Regions from separate parts of the Zea mays genome. Here regions 2 and 3 are each linked to region 1. The links are chromatin contacts, called in public Hi-C maps. All regions are on one chromosome and are shown on one strand. The core of a region is the stretch at or near the end of the contact, and the rest is flanking DNA. Distances in the headings are between cores, read along the strand shown.

What was found. A called contact is a pair of places that touch in the nucleus more often than the background predicts.
Region 2: a contact with region 1 is called in a Hi-C map of tassel, with 3 times the contacts expected there. The contact joins the promoter of LOC103650450 here to the promoter of LOC100279846 in region 1. A contact is called at or near these places in 3 of 25 Hi-C or Micro-C datasets (ear, leaf and tassel).
Region 3: a Hi-C map of leaf shows a contact between it and region 1, with 6 times the contacts expected there. The contact joins the promoter of LOC100280101 here to the promoter of LOC100279846 in region 1. A contact is called at or near these places in 2 of 25 Hi-C or Micro-C datasets (ear and leaf).

The regions. Positions count from the first base shown.
Region 1 is chr3:115,807,928-115,811,207 of Zm-B73-REFERENCE-NAM-5.0, reverse strand. It overlaps LOC100279846 (UDP-glycosyltransferase 88A1), which reads left to right and starts at 1,456. Exons shown (of 1, transcript NM_001152799.2): 1 at 1,456-3,196. The coding sequence starts at 1,700. The coding sequence ends at 3,115.
Region 2 is chr3:115,465,817-115,469,096 of Zm-B73-REFERENCE-NAM-5.0, reverse strand. LOC103650450 (wall-associated receptor kinase 2) reads left to right here and starts at 1,631. Exons shown (of 5, transcript XM_020550278.3): 1 at 1,631-1,980; 2 at 2,828-2,894; 3 at 2,991-3,171.
Region 3 is chr3:115,532,408-115,535,687 of Zm-B73-REFERENCE-NAM-5.0, reverse strand. It overlaps LOC100280101, which reads left to right and starts at 1,698. Exons shown (of 9, transcript NM_001366118.1): 1 at 1,698-2,238; 2 at 2,330-2,503; 3 at 2,644-2,693; 4 at 2,764-2,820; 5 at 3,074-3,139; 6 at 3,231-3,280. The coding sequence starts at 1,875.

The DNA.
Region 1 (3,280 bases), core at 207-2,706:
GTTAGGAAACGGAAAGGATGGGTGATGCAAGAAAGGCCGTTGTAGAGCCTGCCAAAGAAGCTGGTTTGAAGCATGTACTCCTTTGGTAATAATGATTTTCCCCCCTCAATCCATCCTAAACCAAAATTCAGCGGAACTGGTCCTATTAGTATCTCTGTGAAACATTTGTCAGGTTTTACTTTAATGTCAGAAAATAACCCTGCAGTATCAACCGGACATAATAAACATGACCTATGTTTCTTATTCTTTGTTTGATATCTATTGCTTTTTTTGTCTGCAATCTTTTTCAGCTAGAGAATGGCACCACCGATCCAACTGTTTTCTATGACTGTCGCATAACACTTACTAACACATTTTCAGTTCTCTTAGTTTCTACTATTCATAGATTCGTTTTTCTAATTTCCTGTTTATTTGGAGTTAGTATCGATTTAGTCAGTGTGGTACCTTTTTTTTCCGTGGTTGTCCAAATGTGGTGCCAACAAGCATTTAATCTAATTTTCTTACCTTTGCTTTGGGCCCTGATGAATGAATGCTTCCTTTCTGCCCCTTGACGTTTCTTTAATTCCATATATTTCCGTCTTGAATATTCCATTTTTTTTCCAGATTTGTCTGATCTTTGTTCTTGATGTCTCATATTACAGTGAGCTTTAAATTTCCCAGGCCTTTGCTTACTACATGCTGCTGCTATTTTGCAGGTACTTGAAGCTGCTGTGTAGATCCCATCCTTTTCGAAAGGATAAAAGGTGTCTTTTTTTTTGGGGGGGGGGGGGGGGGGGGAAATGCTATTGTGGCACTTCTTCCACTGCAAAGTTGGAAGAATTTACCCACCCAGCGATAGCCAGTTCCCTCGTTAGGATGTTAGAATATACTGGAATAATTTTAATGTTATTCATGGCACGGTTTGAGCACATGGATTTACCTTCTCTTCCCCTTAGAGATTCATTGATGTCATGTTTCAGTTGGCATGAGTTAAATGATTGTGTTACCGTGCTTTGGGCGTTAGCATAGTTTTCATTGTCGTTTTTGAAATCATTGGCGACGACACAAATATCCCCTAAATGACAGGCCACGTACATCCATGTGGGCAATTTTCAGGCATGTAATAATAACAGTACTCAATCTCAAGGTCATTTATTTTTTTTTATAAAAAAACAGCAGAATTCTGTGTCCCTGCTTCGCCCCTTCCCTATCCTCACTCTCCCCTACACTCTCCACACAACATCATCCATGACATGTTTCTGGACAACGAACAATAGCAGGTAGCCAGGTAGCATGCTCGGGTTGGCTTGCGCATACTCTCGTGTCGTGTCCCAGAACCAGACGAGCTAACATCTTTCCGGAAAGAAACCGGTGGTGCTGGTGCGCAGCTAGCAGTAGCAGTTGAATCATCGCCCTCGTCGCCCGTTTTTGTGACTATGGTTGTACGTCTCCTAAATGCTAGGCTGTGAAATTAATAGCTTGTTTGGTTGCCCTCGTCGCCCGTTTTTGTGATTGTGACTATAGTAGAAGCCCTGCAGCGCAGTGAACAATCTGGTACGTGTCCCTGCTTCACCTCTTTCCTATCCTCAGTCTCTCACTCTTCCCTAGGTTCGCCACACCTGTGGCGCATACTCTCGTGTCCCAAAACCAAACACGGCGGTGCTGGTGCGCGCGCAGCTAGCAGTTGAGTGCTCGCCCTTGTCGTCAGTCGAGTCGAGCGATGGAGAAGACGACGGTCGTGCTGTACCCGGGCGCGGGCGTCGGCCATCTCGCGCCGATGCTCGAGCTAGCCAAGGCGTTGCTCCGCCACGCAGGTGACCAGGTGGACGTCGCCATCGTGGTCGTCGAGCCGCCCGTCTACGCGGACGGCTTCGCCGCCACGGTCGCGCGCGCCAAGGCCTCCAACGCCTCCGTCGCCTGCCACGTGCTACCCCCGCCGGCCTCCGACGGCGGCGCCGAGCCTGACGACCCCCTGACCCGACTGCTCCGCTTCCTCCGCGCCACGAACGCGCCGCTCCGGGACTTCCTCCGCGCGCTGTCGGCGTCGCGCCGCGTCCAGGCGATCGTCCTCGACATGTTCTGCGCCGGCGCGCTCGACGTCGCGGCGGACCTCGGCCTGCCCGCCTACTTCCACTTCGCCTCGGGCGCCGCCGGCCTCGCCTACTTCCTCGGCCTGCCCGCCATGCGGGCCAGCGTGGGCACGAGCTTCGCCGAGCTCGGCGGGTCGACCGTCCTGTCGTTCCCGGGCGTCCCTCCGCTCACGGTCGCGGACCTGCCACAGGGGGTGCTCAACGACAGCGAGGCGTGCCGGGTCATCATGGGCGCGGCTGCCCGGATGCCCGACGCCCGCGGGATCCTCATCAACTCGTTCGAGTCGCTGGAGCCGCGCGCGATGCGGGCGCTAAGGGATGGGCTGTGTGTGCCGGGCCGCGCCACGCCGCCGGTCTACTGCGTCGGGCCGATGGTCTCGCCCGGCGGCGACGGTGCCGGCCACGAGTGCCTCCGCTGGCTGGACGCGCAGCCGGACCGCAGCGTCGTGTTCCTCTGCTTCGGGAGTTTGGGCACGTTCCCCAAGAGGCAGCTGGAGGAGATCGCCGTGGGTCTGGAGAGGTCCGGGCAGAGGTTCCTCTGGGTGGTGCGGAGCCCTCCCGGCGGGCCACCAGCCGACGACGTGCGCGCGCTGCTCCCGGCAGGGTTCGCGGAGCGCACCGAGGGCAGGGGGCTCGTAGTCGCGTCGTGGGCGCCGCAGGTGGACGTGCTGCGTCACAGGGCGGCCGGCGCGTTCGTGACGCACTGCGGGTGGAACTCCACGCTAGAGGGCGTCGTGGCGGGACTGCCGCTGCTGTGCTGGCCGCTGTACGCGGAGCAGAGGATGAACAAGGTGCGGATCGTGGAGGAGATGAAGCTCGGGGTGGAGGTGAGGAGGGACGGCGAGGGCCTGGTGACGGCTCAAGAGGTCGAGGCGAAGGTGAGGTGGGTGATGCAGGACTCCGACGGCGCGCGGGAGCTCAAGGAACGCGCGGAGGCGGCGAGGGCGAGAGCGGCCGAGGCGCTGGCGGAAGGGGGTCCGTCGCGTGCAGCTTTCCTCGAGTTCGTCCTAGACCTGTTGGCTTCCGAAGGCATGGTTAACGTTTGAAGTTTGACGAGTGTATTTACTTGTAATAAAAAACAATAATTTTGTAAGCTTCGTTCCAGAAAATATACAACAATAGAGTTAAAAAACAATTTCAATTTAACTAAATTTATAATAAATAATCCTTACTAATATAAACAGCACATGGTCTCTAGAGAGAGCACTCGT
Region 2 (3,280 bases), core at 382-2,881, 340 kb after region 1:
AAGAAGTGACACAATAGTGTCATGGAAGGCCTCACTCCTATAAATGTCTTGCACAGGCAAACACGGTCCACACATTTAGGGCGACTGGGGCCACAACCTTGACCCAGGAAGGAGTGACTACGAGTGTTTGAAGATGGAAGCAAGAAAGAGAGGGCTCGAAGGCAAAAAAAGACATGCTCTTGGCTATAATCCGTAACGGCTTCTACTGTTTGTACAATGTTTTGTCTCTATGAATTGCAGCTGCAGTAGTCTAAACAATTGTCTTTAACCCGAAGCGAACAACCAATGTTCTTGAACATAATATTTTTTATTCGATACAAGAATCAAATGAGATGAAGACTAACAAGAAAAGCTTAGAACTTCTCAAGGAGAGGGAAATTGAAATCCTGAGGCTAATAGTGAGCTTAAGGAAGCAAATGCCATTAACAGAAATACCAATAAGATCATGTATACCTGCAGTTTTGTCGAGCAAGAAAAGGATAGTGTCTCTAGGCAAGTTGATTAGTACATACTTAGCAATGGAGCAATCATCTGTCTAGCTGTAGCTAGCTGCCGGTAAGAAAGATGAGTTGCTGGCCAAACAAAACCTTCGTGAAATTGAGCTTTTGTTGGATGAATCCATTGAAACAATTGTGCAGAACGAGAGGTTCTCTCTGAGTGTTTACGGGGAGAAGTCTATCAACGAACGTTGGTTCGTATAACGACTATCCCCATCATTTACGTACACGGTGTAAAAGAAGGCCACAACCAATCAAGCATAAAGTCGTCGCACCCCTACGAGAACGCGAGGAAAAGGTTCAGTCGGGTCCCTTGATCGAGTAGGACGAGATCAACCCTTATAAATATTCTACTATGTGCATATTATACGTTTTATTTCATGTAGACGGCTAAGCTACATTTATCACACGAGTATCAAAGGTTGAGCACCCTTACCCAAGTAAGAAGCCTAAGGTATACTATAATGGCGTCGACAGTGATAAGACACCCTTAGACTCACATGTTCAAGAGAGCAAGTGCTACCTCAAGCCCTAAGGCTATAGACAACAAATTGTGCATATAATCGAATAAAACACAATTTTATATTATAAACTATACTTTTTATAAAGTAAAGTTTAAAATAAAAGACATGATGAGTAAAGGGCGTTTGAATGCTGCTAGTCTAGTTAATAGTTCAACTATTAGCCACTTTTAGCAAATTAGCTAATAGTTTGGTAACTATTTGTTAGCTAGCTAATTTTACTAGCAATTAATTAGCCAACTATCTATTAGCTCTAATACATTAAACACCCTATAAAGCTGTTCGAGATAGCCTTTATAGTCAACAAGGGTCCATTTGAATATAGATATTGGAGATGTTGGAATTGAATTAGATCCACTACCAAATCTGTCTAGTATTGGAAATGAGTTTCAATACAAATCTGTTGTTTGGATATATTTGGAATTGCAATTCCATCCAATACCTAGAGTATTGGCTCTGAATTGTGAGAAACATTTTTTAGTTAAAATCCAATTCTAAAAAATTGAGCTTTAATTCTAGCTCTAAATTCTTTAAGCAGAATTCAGAATTTCTGATTTCAATTTCCAATTCCAGTTTATAAAAGAGGTCGTGGACGAGGAGTTGCGTTCGGTTGCTCCAATACATGGTTTCAGTATGGCAGTCACGGTTCCATGTATTTTGTCTGCTTCATCAAGCATTCAGATGGCCTGGGCCGTTTTGTCTTCTTTTATGGTCTGCGCCAACTCGATCACCGTTCTTGAGTAGGCCGACGGACTGAGACGGCACCACCTGCTCGTCGCACAGAACCTCCTCGTCGTCAGACGTTAGATTCCACATCAGAAAGGCCGAATCCCGCCGGCCGCCGCTGCCTCGCCGACCGTTCTGGCTCCAGTTGCTCTACCTCTTCGCCAGGGATGGTGGACAGCGACAGTCCCTGGCCCGGCACGCGTTGCATCAAGGCCGACTGCACCTGTCAAGCAAAGGTGAGTGCTTTCTGTTTAATTTCTTGTATGGTGCCTGGTGCGTGCGTGCTCGAGACGGTCTCGGTTACTGCCGGAGCTGTGTGTGCGAGTGTGGTGCCATGGCATGTAACGAACGCGGTCGTGCCCACAGCCTGTTCGTGGAAACGTCCTCAAGCAGAAGCAGTCCTAGGGATGGACGGTTAACGTGTTCGACGTTGACATGCACGTACGTATTGCTGGATGCTCTGTGGCGCTATTGCTGGAGAGGCAGGAGGAGAGCGGCGCCTGTATTTTCAGCTCTCGTCACCCCACTCTGGAAACAAACAAGAATTTGCACCAACCGAGCACATACGCTGGTTGTGGTTGAATTCTTCAATTTGTTATTTGTCTTAAATTAACACGGTGTCGTTTCACCCAATTCATTATTGAGACTGGGACATCTCACCTTCTTCTTTTGTCTTTTTAGTTGACCTGACTCTTCTAACTCATCGCCCATCCCTTTCTGGCTTTTTCGAATTCTTGTCGCTAAGGATAATATATGTCGGTTTTAGTGAGGACGTACAGAAAAATGTCAACGCCGCGTTAGAACCAAAATCAAAGAAGGTCACTGCAGACCTGAAGCCTAGCAACTAAGTTGTGCCTAAAAGGTCTCTTCAGCCAAAACCCCGCAAGCTCAGTTTTCCATTGAGAAGATGCCTGGAGATTGCAGGGTGGACAGCTGTTGATGAGGTTCCGAGGTATCTGCTGCTTTTTAGACAAGATTACCCTCTTCCTTTATGTGGTTTTTGCTCAGGTCATGCTCGTCTGTTCTTTCTCTGGCATCAACCATTTCCTTCAACAAGTAGATTTTACATTCGTTCTTCTCTAGGAGGACTATATGGCATACTGAAGATCCAATCAGTAAAGAAACATATATTTTTATCCTTCAGCCTTTGGTATGTTAGTTTCACCCTCTTTAAAAAGTTCATTTTCAAGTAATTGTCACAGATTTCCTTTCCTCTCACACTCATATTGCTTCCTCTTAACATTAGAAACAAGAACAGAGAGGTTTTCTCGCAAAGAAGCGCTTCAGGAGCCCAAAAGTCTGCACATCATATTTTTCTGCCTCTTCTAACTTCTAAGTGGGACTTCTGAAGGCTGGACCGCTGAACGCATGACCAGTACAAAACGGCATAGCTTCTTTTTCTTTATTCTTCTCTTTCAGAGGCTTTGGTATATTCCTAACCTTTAAACAGCTCATTTTCGTGTACATTTCATAGCATTTATTTCATCGATCTCATGCACATAGCACATTTCTTGCTGCTCATGTTACAAACAAGAA
Region 3 (3,280 bases), core at 449-2,948, 280 kb after region 1:
ACGAAATTACATTTATACCCACAAGGATTACACACGGAATTTACAAATAACACAAGGGCAACATTGTCTTTTGCTTTCAGCTTTCAGGATGACACCTTCTTACATCGTCTTCCTGTGTTGTTATGACGAAGCTAGCTTCGTCACCCTTCCATCATTCCACATCGAAGGTGTTCTAGCGCCGAAGCTCTTGCAATACTTGACAACATGTTGATAACCAATGGTTAATCGTGTTTTTGAGGACCTTCAAAAACGAAGGCCTCCCAACAATAGTTTTGAAATACCATAGCTTACAATTATACATGATACAAATACTACAATATCATCTTCCACAGTATTGCTGAAAACTGAGATGTGTTTGGTTCCATTAGAAAACCAAAGTATTCGTAGAGAGAACAAAGAAAACCGAGGTCCCGACTGAAGTTTCTAAAACTTAAAAAATACCACAGTTTTGGGTAAACCATAATATGTAAAATCGTGTTTTATTTGTACCAACCAAACACCTTTTAGCTTCCAATACTACGGTACCATCAAATACCATAGTATTATTTTAAAACTATAAAAATACTAAGCTTCTAAACATGACTTAAATCGGTTTTGAGGGAGAGAGTAAGACACTAGGGTGATAGTTGAGAGGGGAAAAATGAAAGTTCTTTTCTCCCCTTGAAACCTGATGAAGGCCTCAGGCCCAAGCCCAAGCCCAAGCCCAACAGGATTACTAGGCAAGAAGCCCAGAACGACGAGAGGGCCCGACCGTTCGCGTGAAGACATTGGCCCATATATTATCTCTGAGTGTCCAACAAGGAAAAAATTTTGCTGCAGCTCGGCTGCAAACCAGGATGTTTGCAGTCCCTTACAAAAAGTAGGATAGACCCCACATGCAGGTCCACCATGTAATGTTTTAGTTGTATCTGTTTGTAGCCGGGCTCGCTGCTCCGATCGGGCAGGCCGGAACCCGGACAGACTTGTTTCTCATGCTGGCGGCACGCTAGTAGCTGGACCTCCCCTCCCGGGACCCGGGCTCGGCATGTCCGGCGAGGGACCGTTCGAGGAGAGCTTTGGGCCAAGCTGGTTGGTGCGTTTTTCTTCTCTCGTGCGTGCGCAGCGCGCAGCAGGAACGGCGGAGCAATGCCTGCCTGCGGCTGCCGCGCTGGTGCCAGGGCGGCATACGGGCATGGAACGCGCGCGTGCCCACAACCTGTTTGTGACAATGTCTTGCAGAGGGCTGTATTGTACCAGCAAACGGACGGGTATCATACCAAGTTGGGCCGGAGTCGGCTCATCGCCGATGAAGGTGACAACTGACAAGAGGTATCTCCTCCTTTTCATTCGCTTCTGACTATCCAGTCATTCACCGATGAAGGTGACCTCATCTCCTCTCTCTATGGGTGTTGGGTGATGGCGTGATGCATGAGATATCTATTGCTTCACTTTTATTAGATAAAAATCACAGAAAGACTAAAATATCTCCGATCCATCCCCTTTTGTGCATGCCGTCCGTTGAATGAAAATATCTCCGGGGTTTTTGGATAAGTCTACTACTACATGTGAGGTTCTGAGCACAGCGTTGTAACCACTGGCTGACTGAACCAGGAAGAAGCCAACAAGCACTTGCTGCAGTCCAGCTCAGTACAGTCCAGTGCGCCTGCTACAAATCAAAGCTCCTGCACTGCAGCACCATGCTCTGATCCCCATTTAGAGCTGATCGTCGCGTCGAGGTACTCTACTCATGCACCCAGCCACTACGTACTATTTGCTCATCAAGCTACCAAGGATTTCTTGGTTACGCTAGCTCGCCGGTTTCTTGGTTGTTACTAGCACCCGGCGGCGTCTGTTCGTCCACAGCTAGCCAATCTCTCTCTCCGGGGGACGAGACGATGGACATCATCAACGGGGCCGTGCTCCCTCGCTGCCACGCCGCCCCCGTCACGGGCGCCGCGGCGGCCTCCGTCGCCGACGCGAGAGTGAGCGGACACCTCCAGCTTCTCCGGCGCGTGCGCTGCAGAGGAAGCGGAAGCGCCAGTGCCGGGCTGCTGCATGCGACGACGCCCCGAGCCGGCGTGGCAGCGCGCAGGTTCTTCTCCCCACCGCTGGGGAACGGGAACGGGAATGGGAGGACCATCGGCTGGCGGCCGGCTCGCTGCACCCACGGCGGCTCCTCCTCCGACGGCGACGGCGCCGCCGCCGCGGACTTCGACGCCCGTGAGGAGGAGTTCGTTGACTCCAGCGTCATGGAGGCCGGTCGGTGCCCATCTCTTCTGTTCCAGCATTAGGAGCACAGCACGTCTCCCGTTGCTCAAACCCCCGTGCTTGTTTGCTTGCTTGCTTGCAGTTGAGCTCAGGAGCGTGTCAGACGGCGGTTTCGTCATCAAGATGCGCGACGGCAGGAACCTGAGATGCGTCCAGAACAACCCCCGGGTGCTGAGGCTCCGGGACTCCGCGCCGCACCACGCGATCGTGCTCAAGATGGAAGACGGCAGCGACCTTCTGCTCCCCATCATCGTCAGTACGTACCAGTTCCCCGCCTGCTGCCTGGACGAATGCCTCATTGACGTCATTAATCGCTGCTGCAGATGCTTTTTTTTTCTTCTTCTTGTACTTAATCTTGTTGCTTGCTCATGCTACTTCAATCATATTCCTCCCCAGTGGAGACGCCAAGCATCATGCTTCTGGCTGCGCTTCGGAACATCCGAATTGTAAGACTTGGATTTAGCATACTGCACAAACAGGCCCAGAACTGCATTTGACATTGTTATGTCTTTCCAGCCAAGGCCAACCATCTACAATGTGGTGCTGGAGATGACTACAAGGATGGGATATGAGGTGATGCATGTTTTTAAGAAGAAAAAAAACAGTAGATATAATGTTTGGCTACTCATTTCCTTTAGGAATTTGGTACCTATAACAAAGAGGTGTCCAGTGAACTTTGATGCACATTAATGATTTTTGTATCTACTTGATTTTGAGTCACGCACCTGCACAAACGCATGCCAGTTCTGTCCAACACAGGCAGGATTTGGGCTGAACATATATGCTGAATCACCGATCGCTTTGGCTACGCACTCTGCGCTTTCAGGTGCGTTTGGTGCGGATCACAGAAATGGTCCATGACGCATACTATTCTCGACTATATCTCGCAAAGGTAACTGCACTCCCAAGTAAATTATGCCGCAAAAACAATCCTTTTAGCTTATATTGGTCTGAAAAAAGAAAGCATGGCAACATGACACCAGGTTGGGAATGACCAAGACACTATCAGTTTCGACCTCAAGCCATCGGATGC